Linked DNA regions of Mus musculus: all the other regions are linked to region 2. A link is a contact called in public HiChIP or PLAC-seq data. All regions are on one chromosome and are shown on one strand. Each heading gives the region's core, a stretch centred on a gene start, on an enhancer-like site or on the middle of the called end of the contact. The rest is flanking DNA. Distances are from core to core; before and after follow the strand shown. Region 1 holds the start of Cpsf4l (cleavage and polyadenylation specific factor 4-like). Region 2 overlaps Slc39a11 (solute carrier family 39 (metal ion transporter), member 11). Region 3 holds the start of Fam104a (family with sequence similarity 104, member A). Region 4 overlaps Cdc42ep4 (CDC42 effector protein (Rho GTPase binding) 4).

Region 1 (3,485 bases), core at 28-2,527, 420 kb after region 2:
ATCCCGAAAGGGCTCCAGGTCCTCTCTGCCCCACCCCCAGCCTCCTGACTTATAGGAACCGAATATTAAGGCTCTCCACGGCAGGCCCCTTAAGACTCTCTTCACCTGAGTCCATAGCCGGGCTTCAGGGTGAATTAGAAACACTACTGTTAGGGGTTAGGTATGTAGACCACTGTATGTTGCTATTGGAGGAACCTCAAAGTGACCTCCAATCCAGAAAAGAAGACCAGTAGCCAGGGTGGGGTTCAAATCAGAGACTTCTGTCATAAACTAGCTAAGGTATGTCGTCGCACAGGTGAGCAGCCTTGAGCAGATAATAATATGACCGTAGTTAGGAATTGAGAGTGTGAGCCTTGTGTGGTGACCCTCAGCATAATAAAACACAACTTCTGTGGTACCAACTACACATGGCTGGCTACCTTCTTGCTCATGACAGAGGCTGGATCCTATCTAGTCCAGGAGCCAAGCTCACACTACGTCCTAGTCCCCAGCTGAACCCAGCATGGTCCCCACAGCCGTTCCTGTCCCGGCCCAGCCCAGGCCTGACTCACTCACCTTTCACACAGAGCCCTTTAGCGAAGAAGTTGCACACAGCTGAACTGGACTCTGGAGGAGAAAGAAACCGGAGGAGAAGGTGGCGTTCCCAGAGCTGGAGCCTTGCGGCAAGTCCCACCTAAGCCTCCGGGCTTGGAGCTGCGTGGGCCCCGACTACTCTCTCTGGCTGGGCTTTGGAGTTTTGTTGTTTACCTGTTCCTTTGCCCGTCTGTTTATGCAACTGTCTCGCCCTGTAGTTCAGGTTGGACAGAACCGCCACAATCCTCCCGCCTGCCTCTCAGCCCCTTGGCGGCCCCAGTCCACCATCAAAACCAGTTCTCATTTGTCTCCGTCTGTGGAGGCTGAGTCAACGGGGTACCCTCTTCCGAAACCCTTCCCCCACCGCCCAGAACCAGTCTCTAAATTCCACTTAAACTCAGCCCACCTCTGAGGCAGGAGGTGGAAGGTTTCGGGGGCACCCAGGGAGCTCTGGCAGCTCGGAAGTCTGCCTTTCTATCCCGGGCAGTGAATACCCAGAAGCTGTGTGGGAGAGACGCACAGCACCTCCAGGACCTGAGCAGGGGACACAGGCATCGCCACTCACTGTCCATGCCCTGGAAAGGCAGTAGCCCAGTGCCCTTCTGCGATTCCACATCCAGCTCAAAGGCGAACGTGAACCCTTGCAGCCCGGCAATGACCTCCTCCATCTTCCGTCTCCCGCCGGAAAAGCAGAAAGAGCCAAGATGCCAGAACCCCCGCAGGTGGCTCCTATATAGCCCATCCGCACCTAATCCTAATTAACGGGGCCAGGCCCTATCTGATGCTGGCCCCTCTTTCTCACCCTCTCAGGTCACCTCTTCCTTCAAGGGGCCAGGTGACTGCACGTGACTTTCTGGCTGAGTGTACCCCCAGAGGCTCCTCGGCTGCCTCAGCCCTCCCACCCACCCATGCAGGTGCAGGCCTTCCAGGGCCCCACACCCCCACACTGTTCACACAACCCCCATCCTCAGCTGGGGAAGGGATTGGCAAAGACTCACACCTGCTTATCTCTGCCGATCACAGAACAGAGCCGTTGCCAAACCAGTGTCCCATTGTATGTGTGGGGATATAACTACCCATTGATGCGAACCTACTGCATACAGCGATGCCCAGGTGTTGGGTGGAGTGGGATGGGGGTAGTCAGAGGGTGTGTGGGACAGAGGAAAGGTTCCTCCACTAGGTCCCAGCCACTCTCCCTCCCACCAGGCCCTCTGAGCCTCTTTTCTAGACGGAATGACAAACCCCAAGCGTGCTCTTCCTGGAAGGGGGGTGGGGGGGGACAAAAGGAATGCAGGCCAGAAGCATCGGAAACAGTTCCATGAAGGGCCCTTTGTTTACCCCGCAGGCAATCACAATGGTAAGCTCCGAAGGAGGTGGAACCGACCCAAGGCTGGGGGTGACCTCCCAGCGAGGAATCCACTGGGCCACCCCAGAGCCTCCCTTACCCGGAGAAAATGCTTTGTAAATGAAATATCCATGCAAATGTTGTTTTATTATTATTAGGCCAACCCTGCCCTGAAGGGCTGAGGACCTCAGAATCGGCTTTCTTAGGAGCATTTTTAAAGCTCTAATTAAACCAGGCTATTTCCTTCCCCCTCCTGGGTCCTGAAGTGGCCTGGCCTCTCCAGGAGCCACTGTTACCAGGACATGTGGGCTTTTTAGGCCCTAGGAACTAGAACTAGAGACATCTCCTCCCCGGGACCCAGCGGGGAGAGGTAAGCTTGGCGCTGCAGGCCTGTGGCTGAGCCGACAGGATCCAGCCTGCCAGCTTTGTTTCCTGCGGCTGTTATGCCTAGATCTGTTGTTCTTTTGAACTCCAGATCTGAAAAGACAGCAGCTGGAGAGATAGATCCGCGCTGGGAATGGCCTTGGAGCTGGGTGGGGCTGGAGTAAGAGTAGCCTGGGATCACCCTGTACCCGGGACTGTAGGCAGAATGGCTGTCTAGGGCTGGAGATCAAGGGTCCCTGGGGAAGAGGCTCTTGCATCTCTTGACCCTATCCTTAGGTATTGATTAGGTCCTTGGTCTGTCACCTTGGGATTATTTGAGAGTCCCATGGGTCTGCTAGAGAAGGCAGAGGGGGCAACCAAGGTGCGGAAAGCTCAAGGGCACACTGCAGAGCCACGTCCTGGAGGTCACTGCCATGGGTGGGGGCTTGGGGGGCTGGAGGGACACTCAGGCTATGGGGCAGAAACAACACTGGACAGAATACGGGTTGGATGGAGGGATGAGGGCAAGGAAAGGTGGCAGAGAGTATGTTAGGAGAAAAATCTGGTGATGATGGGGGGGGGGGGGGCTTTGTCCAGAAGAGGGGCCTGACCAAGACTCAAGCAAAAACAAGCATTCAGAGAAGAAAGGGTGCAGTGGGCAGTAGGCTGGGAGGTGGAGGAGGGGAGGAGTCCTAGGCCACTTCAGAGGTTTGGATTGTTTTGTTTTGTTGTTTTGTTTTTGAGACAAGGCCTTTCTCTACTTAGCCCTGACCAACCCCAACTCACTAGGTAAATTGGCCTGTCTCCGCTGGGCTAAAAGGCATGAGCTGGGCTGGAGAGATGACTCAAGAGGTTAAGAGCACTGGCTGCTCTTCCAAGAGGTCCTGAGTTCAATTCCCAGCAACCACATGGTGGCTCACAACCATCTGCAGTGGGGTCTGATGCCCTCTTCTGGTGTGTCTGAAGAAAGAAATGGAGTACTCAAATACATAAAATGAATAAATAAATCATTACCCCCCCCCAAAAAAAGTATGAGCTACCAGGCCTGGTGTGTGTGTGTGTGTGTGTGTGTGTGTGTGTGTGTGTAAGGGGTGTGTGCTAATCATAAGGGTGATCACCCTGCAAGTCTTCCCTGGAGGATGGGCTGAGAGGAGGCAATGGATATGATATGCAAATAGTAGTCAGACTGTGATGGCTCACACCT
Region 2 (3,018 bases), core at 318-2,817:
GTATATTTTACTATGAATAAAAGCTAAAGTGACCATGCACACCACAGGCGCGCGTGCACAGCATCACAAGCTGAGGGAACTACCACAGAGGGAAGAAGAAAAGTCATTTTCTTGCCGTTGGAACAGGGCACTTGCACGTCGCTCCGCACTGGATCCTGCACTCCCGACCTTTGGACACACCCCAGCCATCCACCTCAGCTGACTTCCCGAGCTTTGCAGAGGCCGTGTGCTCAGATACAGAAGATCTGGGAGAACTCGCCCCTGCAGAAGGGCAGAGGGCGCAGAGGCTGGGCTCCGTGAGCCCCTCTTTGCCTGCCTTCCTTCTGGAAACCTGGCTCTCACCCTATGTGGTATACCAGGAGCTCATGGGAACAGCTGAGGCCGCCCCCCTCCCCCCGACCCTGACGTGCTATGCACCACGTCAGGGCTAGAGCCTGGATTTGGGGACTTGGAGAAGGACAGGGTAGCCCCTCCCCCTCCCCCACATTCACACTGTAGTCTCTTCCAATATGGATATACCTTCTTTACAGCCTCATTTATCTGTAGGCAGGCGGGGGTCTCATTTATTCCAGCATGGCCTCAGGCTTATCTGAGGTTCAGGAAGACCTTGCATGTGCCACCATGACCAGTTGGTGACATGCTGGGAATCGAACCCAAGGCTTGGAGCAGGCTGCATTAGGGCTCTACCGACTGAGCCATATTCACGGCCACATCTTGTTGGGTTACGGTGTTGTATTGTTTCTTAAAATCACCCTTGCCGGTGTGCTGGCACAAGCCTGTGACTTCAGCACTCTTGAGCGATAGAGACAAGAGTGTCTCGGGTTTGGAGCCAGGCAGGGCTGCACAGTGAAGTCCTATCACAAAGAGGTTGAGGAGACATCGGAGCTAGGCAGAGCGCCGGCCTAGCACCACAACCCAAAGCCTTCTTAGGAGTGCGCCCATCTTCACAGGCAGGATGTGGGCCTCACTCCCCAGAGGCCAGGCCTTCTTAGTCTCCTTGAGGACAACAAGATCCAGCTAAGGCAGCCCGGCTGCCAGAACTGCCTGCAAAGTCTCCACTGGGAAGTCCCAAGCACAGCTGTGTGGCCCGGGCTGGCTACCAGGGCTAAGGGTTTTGTGGGAAATATTCTGAGAAGATTTGGGGCTGGATGGGGGTGGAGTCAGGGGCTCCCTGGTCACGTGGGTCCAGAGTGCCCTTTGCCCCCCAGACCTGGGCTGCAGATACTAGTTGGGATTTGAACACAGGTTTGTGGGTTGAGGTGTTCAGAACTTAGTCCTGCTGACCCCTATTGACTGAAAACTCCAGCTGCAGCCTTGGTTCTTCTGAGCGCCTGTCCAGGCCTGAGGGACCTCTGTCTCCCCTCCCGCAGGCCCGTGGTCATGGCTGCCAAAGCAGGCAGCAGGCCGTGCAGATGGTCTGGGCAAGGGTCTCCACAGGGCTCTGGGTTCTGGGTGGAATTAAAAGCCAATAACCTCTCGGTAGGAATCAGGATGATGAAAGGAACTTCGTCCTTTAAGGACAGACAGGAGGCAAGTGACTGAAGTTGCAAAGAATGCTGTGGTTGAACTTTTTTTTTTTTCTTTCTTCTGTTATTTGTTTTCTGGCACAATCTGTCTCTGTGACTGGGCTGAGGGCTGTGTCCCTGCGACAAAGGCCTCTTTCTTATGACAATTTAATAGCTCCAACACGGGACAGCCCTGACTCTCCCATGGGCCCCACTCTGAAGGTTGCTGAAGGAGGTAGAACACCGGCTGCTTTGCTGCCGTCTGGTTCAAACTGAACTGAGGGAGATCTGGAGGAGAAGGACTGGCCTCCCAAATTTTAACCTCCTCCTCCTCTTCCTCCTCCTTCTCCTCCTCCTCCTCCTCCTCTTCCTCCTCCTCCTCTTCCTCCTCCTCTTCTTCCTCCTCCACCTCCTCTTCCTCCTCCTCCTCCTCCTCCTTCTCCTCCTCCTCCTCCTCTTCCTCCTCCTCCTCCTCCACCTCCTCCTCCTCCTCCTCCTCCTTCTCCTCCTCCTCCTCCTCCTCCTCCTCCTAGCAAAACTGCCAAAGGTCAAGGGGAGCTGATGCGTGGCCGTGGATGGGACATGGATTACGACGTGAATTCCAGGCTCTGTAGTAGGAAGTGGTTTAGAAAGCTAAGCAAGGACCAGGTCAGGGAGGCCTGAGCTGCTGCCTGGGCAGACTCTCCCCGTGAGTTCCTTGGGGCTATTGGAGCAGAGACTTCTCAGGGTTCCTGTGGCCAAAAGTCCATAGTCAAGGTGTCAGCGGGGCCAGGCTCTTCGGTAGCTCTAGGGAGGATCCTTCCTGCCTGTTCCAGCTCCGGGTGGCACCTGAACATTCCGGGAAGGCTTTTATTTGTATCTGTATCAGCTCAAACTCTGTCACACTGTCACAGGGGTGTCTTCCCCCCAGTGTGCCTGTATCGCTACAAACCCCCATTGTGTCTCTCTAACCTCCTCAATCCTCCCCACCCCGCTTATCTCATAAGCATTCCCAGTCATAGAGGACTTGGGACCCATTCTAGTCCAATAAGTCCAATAACTGAATGAGGCAGGGCCCACTGCCATGGAAGAACCTCCGCAGCGCTGGCAGTTAAGACATCACCCCCACCCCCAATCACCTCCATTCTGGAACTTTCTAGGACAAGTGACCCCTGCTCTGTATCTCTGTCTTTCTCAGTGACCTTGCCCATCTGTCCACCTCTCCCACTAGGTGGGTCCAGGCAAGCAGTTCACGACTTAGGTGCCACCAGATCATCTTGGTCCCACCTCTCTGGGGTGTCCCTTCCCTTGCTCCCACTCCCTTCCTCCCTTTCTCTATCCTTCCCTTCCTCCTTTCACCTCCTCTTCCTCCCTCTGTTCTGTATATTCTTCCTTACCCACCACTCAGGGGAGCCATTAAGGGCTATGGTTCTCACCATAGCGGCAAGCACCTATAGACACACTCAAAGCCTTCCTCAACATTAGCATCTGCTTCCTGTAGGACTGGCCGCGTAGACTGATTCTCACTGACGTG
Region 3 (3,042 bases), core at 28-2,527, 390 kb after region 2:
AATAAAAAAGCAAGCCTACGATCCACCTTCTTTAAGCCTGAGACGACTACGGAATAAAGAGCCGCGAGCCTGAATAGACTTAGATAAATAAATGAGTCTCTCTAAATCCGTTCTCTGTTCTCCACCAGAGAAATGAAAAAGTACAACTTAGCGTAGATGTAGATAGATCGTCAAGCATCTTATTAGGAGACTTTCCAGTAAGAAATAAAGCCAGCCTTCTTCATTCTGAGGTAAGGCGTCCCAACTTACTTCTTCCCAGACGGAAAATAAGGAGAAAAGAAACTTCATCTGGATCGGGCCTAAAGCCCCGAGGGGCCGCCCGCCTAGTGAGGGTTGAGAGTAACTCGTGGTGTTAGCCACCTCCCTGCTCCCAGCCAACTGGCCCCTCATCCAAACTGTTTAGAATCCTGCCTGCTAATGCTACAACCGAGAGTGGGTCACCACCCACCCGGGTCCATCAGATGAGGGAGGGCACAGCGCTGCGGTCTGCCCTAAGCCCTCCCAGCTGCAGGGGTTAAGCCCAACCCCCGCCTTTCTCCTGACCTTGGGGCGCCAGCAGCTCCCCGCCCCCGAAGCATCCCGTCCCCTCTCCGAGGCGCCTCGCTCGAAGGGAGCCATCTCTTCCAGATCGGCCATCCCTCCCATCCCCCTACCACCACCGCCCGCCTCAATTTAGGAAGGACCACACCGTCCGTCTCGTCGGGCCGAACAAACCTCATTCCGAAGCGGAAAGGGCAGAAGACGAAGAAAACAAGGAAAAGACGGAGAAGGGGCAGCCCTGGATTCCAGAGCGTCGCCTCCCTGGCTGCCCACGGGGTCCAAGTGTCAGAGGCGGCGCCACCTTCTCCCCTCCGCCTCCTCCGACCGCAGAGCAGCGCAGCCCAGAGCCTCGCACCACCACCCCGCCGGCTCCGTCCGCCCCTCGGCTCCAGAGCGCACATCCTCGGCCGAGGGGCCGCGGAGAAAGCGGGTTCCCCCCTTCCCTCACCTGGGGCGGAGGCGCTCGCTCATGGCAGCTGGTGAAGGCGAGCGACGCGGCGCCGCCCCGCGCCGACAGCGAACAGTCGGAGCTGTGTCCCGGCGCCCGCCACGCCCACCCGCACGGGTCTGAGCTCTGACCGCCGCCGCGCGGGTGGTTGCTGCGGGCGCTGAGTCCCCCTCGGGCCGACCCGGACCACAGCCACTTCCGGTGTCGCCTCCGCGCCTCCCCATGTCGCAGGCGCCGTGGTACTGTCCTCCTGCGGCTGCGCGGAGGCGGGACGCCGGCCGCGCTTTCCCATCACCGCGCACGCAGGAAGAGGCGGGTCCCAGAGGGAAGACTGACCGGGAACTTCCAGGACCCCCGTTTAGGTGTCCGGGGCAGCCGCCTGTTCAAAAACAAAACAGGACACGACGTAAAAGTCAAGCCAGATTTTAGATAAATTACATTATTTGACGATCATTGATACTTGTCTCTGCGTTAAGCCTCTCTAAGGTGAAAATTTTAAAAAGAACCAGACGAGCTCCATCAGGCACAGACGCGGACGGCCACAGGCTCAGGGGTCCTCTGGTTGGGAAGGTGTTGGTGGGCTCCGGGTTCTAAGAGTGTGCGGCGTGGAACTTCGCGTCTCCGAACGGTGCGGAGCCCGTTCCATGGAGTAGCTAAGGGCTGGGCTATTTTTCCGCGACCTTTGTTGCAGGTCAAGAGAGGAGTGCGGAACAGGCGAACGGGATAACGGAGTTCCGTACCGGGAAGGGCCACGCCCACCTGCTGGAAGAGGCCGGACCGAGAGGTGTGGGGGAGACCGGCAGGCGTGGGAACGCGGCGGTGTGGACGGAGCTGCCTCGCGGCTGGCGAGGTGAGCTTGATCAGTGGCGAATCGCGAGGTCCCTGCCCGCCGTGAGTTGCGCACACCTGTCATCCCCATTCTTGGGAGGAGAAGCTGCAAGACCAGGAGGTCAGAATCATCCTCGACTGTGTAACAAGTTCGAAGCCAGCCTGGGCTACTTGAGACCTTGTCTCCCATGTGATCTCACCACCACCACCAGAATACGTGTACTCTAAGACTTGGGGAAGTCTTAACTTTGGTTGTCAGACGCATTCCCTTTTCTCTGTCAGGAGCATAATCCAGTTCTTTGTCTAGGACTCAGTACTATCAGCTCCCCACCTTACACAAACTGATATTCAGAGTTTCTGCCAAACGTGAACAGTGATCCATAAGCATGGGGGTCTTTAGGAGAGTCGACAAGAGGTCAGGCAGGAAAACGAAACCCCTGTTAAAGTGTAGGGTGTAGAGTCTGGCGTAGTAATGCACGCCTTTTAATCCCACTACTCAGGAGGCAGAGCAAGCTGATCTATGTGAGTTCAAGGCCATCCTGGTCTACCTAGTGAGAGTTCCAGGGAAGACAAGGCTACCAGGTAAGACCCCATCATCTCAAAAAAGTCTACCGTTAAAACTGGAAAGTCCAACCGGGCGGCGGTGGCGCGCGCCTTTAATCCCAACACTTGGGAGGCAGAGGCAGGCGGATTTCTGAGGTCAAGGCCAGCCTGGTCTACGGAGTGAGTTCCAGGACAGCCAGGGCTACACAGAGAAACCCTGTCTCCAAAACAAAACAAACAAAAAAACTGGAAAGCCCATGTATTGTCTTTGTCGTGTGCCCTTCAGTGCGGCAGTGCATTCTCACTAACAGAAGACTTATGGTGCACTCGGTGGGAAACAGTTTGGGTGTGCCTTTTATGAACGATAAAGTAATGGTTGCTTTAAACAAATGGATTTTTATCTTGTAAAGTGGTTTCAGACTCAGGGTTTGGGGGGTTTGTTTGTTTTTTATTTTTTTTAATCTATTTACTGGCCAGGAGGTATTTTCAGTCACGGTATTAAATAGTTATAGTAAACATGTTTATTCGTTCAACAAATGTCACATACCAGCGTCAGTGGTAGAGGTGTGTCTGCGTGGGCATTGATGGAGAGACAATCTCCCTGTGTAGTCCAGGCTGCCATTAAACCACCTTAGCTTCCTCAGAGCATTCAGGGGTACACAATATGCTTTGTGGTAGTAGAT
Region 4 (3,123 bases), core at 120-2,619, 440 kb after region 2:
CTGGACTGGCACACGTGCTGCTGGAGGGACACCAGGCTACTCTTCCATCTTACGGGAGAGAGAGCGAGATTACTGAAGCACTGACTCAGCCTCAGCTGGGTTGACACCCCAGTGAGCCGTGCCAGCCCAGGGTGGGCACCTCTGAGGCTTTCTTCTGATTCTGGGTCCTTTACTAGAGCGCTGCTCACTGCCTCTATGGAGTGCCCTCCCTACCCTGAGGAGGAGGGAGCCTTCCATATTCTAAAAACAGTCGTGTTATTCTAGCATGGCCTGAGGATGCTCGGGGCCAGTCAAAGCAGTTTTCAACTATGGGTCGTGTTGGCATCCCTGGCCTCTGTTGTTAGACATTAACAGCATCCATTCCCCACACCCTCCACTCACAGCATCCCAGACGGCCAGGGCACACATTCTCCATATTCTCTGGGAGGCAAATCTGAGAAATGCTTTCCTATGTAAGATCACCCGAAACAGGAAACAGGGACATGAGCACGCAGAGGCCAGAGGGGAGCCCAAGATCATACTGACTTGTGAAAAGGCTTCTCAGTAAGTCCAGGAATCCCCCTCAAGACCTCGGAAGCTCGCCCATACTGTGGTTTTCCATCTGAAGTGCTCATTATAAAGAAAAGAGGAACCACAGCAGCCCAGGATTCTCCAGAAGTGTGCCCCTGGCCACCCAGATGGACCAAGGACCCAGTCCATGACAGTTAGAAGGAATGGTGAATCCATCGTCACCCTGTTAGCAACCCCCAATCCTAGCACTACTTTGCCCGTAGAGATATTAAAAAAAAAAATAGGGATAGAAATGACACGCAGTGACAATCACTGTGGCACTCCACATAACCGAATATCATCCTAGGCTAGACCTCGTGCCCCTTCTCCTCTGCCTCCTGAAGAACGGTGACAGGTCTACACAATGCCACCCGTTTCCTGTGATCTTGCTCCTGAGGCTGGGTATGGGCTGCACGGCTTGTGATTAGCAATTTCCAATATCTAGCAAGAGAGCTTAGATAGCGTCCCCAGTTCTCCCACCACCCATAAGGCTGGGTGAGCCGAGGCCTCATCTGGGGTCTCAGAGTTTGCATGCCTGTGACACAGCACACAGTAAGCTGCAAGGTCAATGAAAACTCAGCCAGAAACTTGTTTGAGGTTGTTAGCGTCAAGGGCCCAAGCAACAGTGAGTCACCTAAGCTTCTAACGGACAAGGGTTAAAGGGACGGAGGAGATGGTCAGGGTCCTTAGGGGAAGCAGAGAGTGAGGGTCTTGTATCTAGGTGGAAGCTGAGCCTGCCAGGAGCTGGCATTGGGAGGCCTCCAGCTCACTGCTGAAAGGATCTGACCACAGGGGCTGTGGCTTTGGGAGGAGTGTTGCTAAACACTATGAGTCACCCCTGGGGGAAGTGCCTAAAACAGGCTGCCTCATGAGGCCAGGTGGATATCCCACTCCAGAGGCCACATCCCACTTTCCTGGGTCAGCAGCTTGCAAGGTGGAGGGCACCGGCACCTTCCCATAAGGCATTGTCAACAAGCCCTGCCACCAACCCCACACACAGTCAAGACTCTGGGCCTGTCACCACCCTCCCTGGCAAGATGAACAGTGAACAATACCTTCCCAGATTGGCCAGCAGACTGACAAACAGGTTAGACTACATCAATGTATCCCACTCCAAATGCCCAGTGGCCTGTCCCTGGCATCTCAGCCTTAGGTGGGAGCCAGAGGTACACTCTCCTGAGAGAGCCAGCCAGCCAGCCAGCCAGCCAGGCCTCTCGCTCTGCAGCTGACCGGAGGCTCACCCCAGTCAGTATACAGAGTTACGTATGCTTCATCGACCACTGCCAAGGGCAGCCACACCCAGCCACACTTCCCTGGTTCTTGAGATCAGCACTAGGCAATGTGGCTGGACAGAAGAAGGCATTGGATACACAGAAACTTTGGCCACTAGTTCAGACTGGTTGTAAGCGGTTTTGTTTACCCTTCACTCACTCATTCAGTTGCTGTGATATTGTAGAGCCCCACAGTATCCACATAGAGCCAGCCCACCCTCTGTGCTTGCAAGAGTTCCTTCTACCCCGGAAGATTCAGCCAGTCGTAGTTAGAAAGCCTTCTGCAGGTGGGAATTCAACAGCTCTACAAAACATGCATAGATATCTTCCTTATGATTTTTTATAAGCAAGATAGCTCAGCTCTGCCTATCAACCTTTCACACGGTGTTGTGTATACAAGGAACCCAGAGCCTACTTGAAGGACACAGGAAGACACGTTGCATATATAACCTTATATGCAAAGCATGCAATTTTAGACAAAGGACTCAGGGACGAACATCTGGGATTCGGGTATCTGAAGGGTCGCAGAGAGCAATCACCATGAATACTGAAGGATGACCGTATTCTAGGCCGTGAAAACAGAACATTACCACTCCCAAGGTACAGCTGACAGCGAGTTGGGGGTAAGGCGGGGTGGGAGTGCGGTGTAAAGAGGGAACCAGGTGATGGGAGCGAGAGTGGAAGTGGGGGTCCTGGAGGAGGGTCTTCTGAGGAAGGGGCACTGTGAACGGAGCCACGAGCAACCAGAAGGCAGCTGTGTCAAACCCTGGCTCACAGGAAACGCACAACATTTCTGGGGTGGGAACATGCTTGTAGTATTTAAGGGACAGAACCAAAAATCCACATGCTCAGAGGACAAGCCAGGTGAGTGAGTGAGTGTGTGTGTGTGTGTGTGTGTGTGTGTGTGTGTGTGTGTGTGTGTAATGTAAACCAACAACCTTGGGAAGTTCCTAGTGGCGGCTAACCTGGAAGCCATGGGGGAGGGGAGACAGAAACTCAGTAAGGTTATTATTTTCTGGAGTTTGCAGCCAGGAGGAGGCAAGACCTGAGTGTGGCTGGGGAGGACACAGGGGAAGACATCCTGGGAGTGTTTCAGAGTTGTGGCCAATAGGAGTGGAGATGTCCCCAGTGGCAGATCAAAGGGCAGCCTCCATGGGGACTCCAGGGATCCTGTCCCAGAGCTGAGTCACACACACATACCTCTCTCCACAGGGCCGGCACTGTACCTGCCCCTAGGCAGAACTTAACTTCGTCCAAGTGTCCAGTGTTAACACTTTTTACATCAGGACAGGAAAACCAGCCT

The links. HiChIP or PLAC-seq counts read pairs in DNA pulled down with a chosen protein or histone mark.
Region 1: a contact with region 2 is called in an HNF4G HiChIP or PLAC-seq map of pancreatic cancer cells. The contact joins the promoter of Cpsf4l here to the enhancer-like site in region 2. A contact is called at or near these places in 1 of 39 promoter capture datasets (embryonic stem cells), 4 of 15 datasets of contacts at CTCF or cohesin (the NIH/3T3 cell line, embryonic stem cells and large pre-B cells), 17 of 484 Hi-C or Micro-C datasets (B cells, the G1E-ER4 cell line, the N1E-115 cell line and 10 more) and 3 of 115 datasets of contacts at active chromatin or transcription factors (the SCID.adh cell line, embryonic basal ganglia and pancreatic cancer cells).
Region 3: a contact with region 2 is called in an H3K4me3 HiChIP or PLAC-seq map of forebrain, with 7 times the contacts expected there. The contact joins the promoter of Fam104a here to the enhancer-like site in region 2. A contact is called at or near these places in 6 of 39 promoter capture datasets (the 3T3-L1 cell line, cranial neural crest, frontonasal cranial neural crest and 3 more), 3 of 15 datasets of contacts at CTCF or cohesin (the NIH/3T3 cell line and large pre-B cells), 6 of 484 Hi-C or Micro-C datasets (the N1E-115 cell line, cortical neurons, embryonic fibroblasts and 3 more), 26 of 115 datasets of contacts at active chromatin or transcription factors (the 230-238 cell line, DN3 thymocytes, the NIH/3T3 cell line and 20 more) and 4 of 9 other capture datasets (adipose tissue, embryonic trunk, liver and 1 more).
Region 4: an HNF4G HiChIP or PLAC-seq map of pancreatic cancer cells shows a contact between it and region 2. The contact joins two enhancer-like sites. A contact is called at or near these places in 2 of 484 Hi-C or Micro-C datasets (the N1E-115 cell line and embryonic fibroblasts) and 4 of 115 datasets of contacts at active chromatin or transcription factors (craniofacial prominence, embryonic hindbrain, embryonic limb bud and 1 more).

What each region holds. Positions count from the first base shown.
Region 1 is chr11:113,708,249-113,711,733 of GRCm38.p6, forward strand. It overlaps Cpsf4l (cleavage and polyadenylation specific factor 4-like), which reads right to left and starts at 1,278. Exons shown (of 8, transcript NM_026682.2): 1 at 1,139-1,278; 2 at 556-606. The coding sequence starts at 1,241.
Region 2 is chr11:113,290,919-113,293,936 of GRCm38.p6, forward strand. All of the region lies in intron 7 of Slc39a11 (solute carrier family 39 (metal ion transporter), member 11), which reads right to left. Among named protein-coding and RNA genes, the nearest start is that of Gm51927, 17 kb to the right of the region's middle. Within about 2 kb of position 1,568, at least 102 of the 459 cell types and tissues checked have an H3K27ac peak or open chromatin away from gene starts, as enhancers often do. A contact at or near this core is called in the NIH/3T3 cell line, adipose tissue, cerebellum and 8 more, where this site is marked.
Region 3 is chr11:113,682,874-113,685,915 of GRCm38.p6, forward strand. It overlaps Fam104a (family with sequence similarity 104, member A), which reads right to left and starts at 1,278. Exons shown (of 3, transcript NM_138598.5): 1 at 989-1,278. The coding sequence starts at 1,212. D11Wsu47e (DNA segment, Chr 11, Wayne State University 47, expressed) reads left to right here and starts at 1,561. Exons shown (of 5, transcript NM_001361593.1): 1 at 1,561-1,838.
Region 4 is chr11:113,732,387-113,735,509 of GRCm38.p6, forward strand. All of the region lies in intron 1 of Cdc42ep4 (CDC42 effector protein (Rho GTPase binding) 4), which reads right to left. Among named protein-coding and RNA genes, the nearest start is that of Cdc42ep4, 18 kb to the right of the region's middle. Within about 2 kb of position 1,370, at least 184 of the 459 cell types and tissues checked have an H3K27ac peak or open chromatin away from gene starts, as enhancers often do. A contact at or near this core is called in embryonic fibroblasts and pancreatic cancer cells, where this site is marked.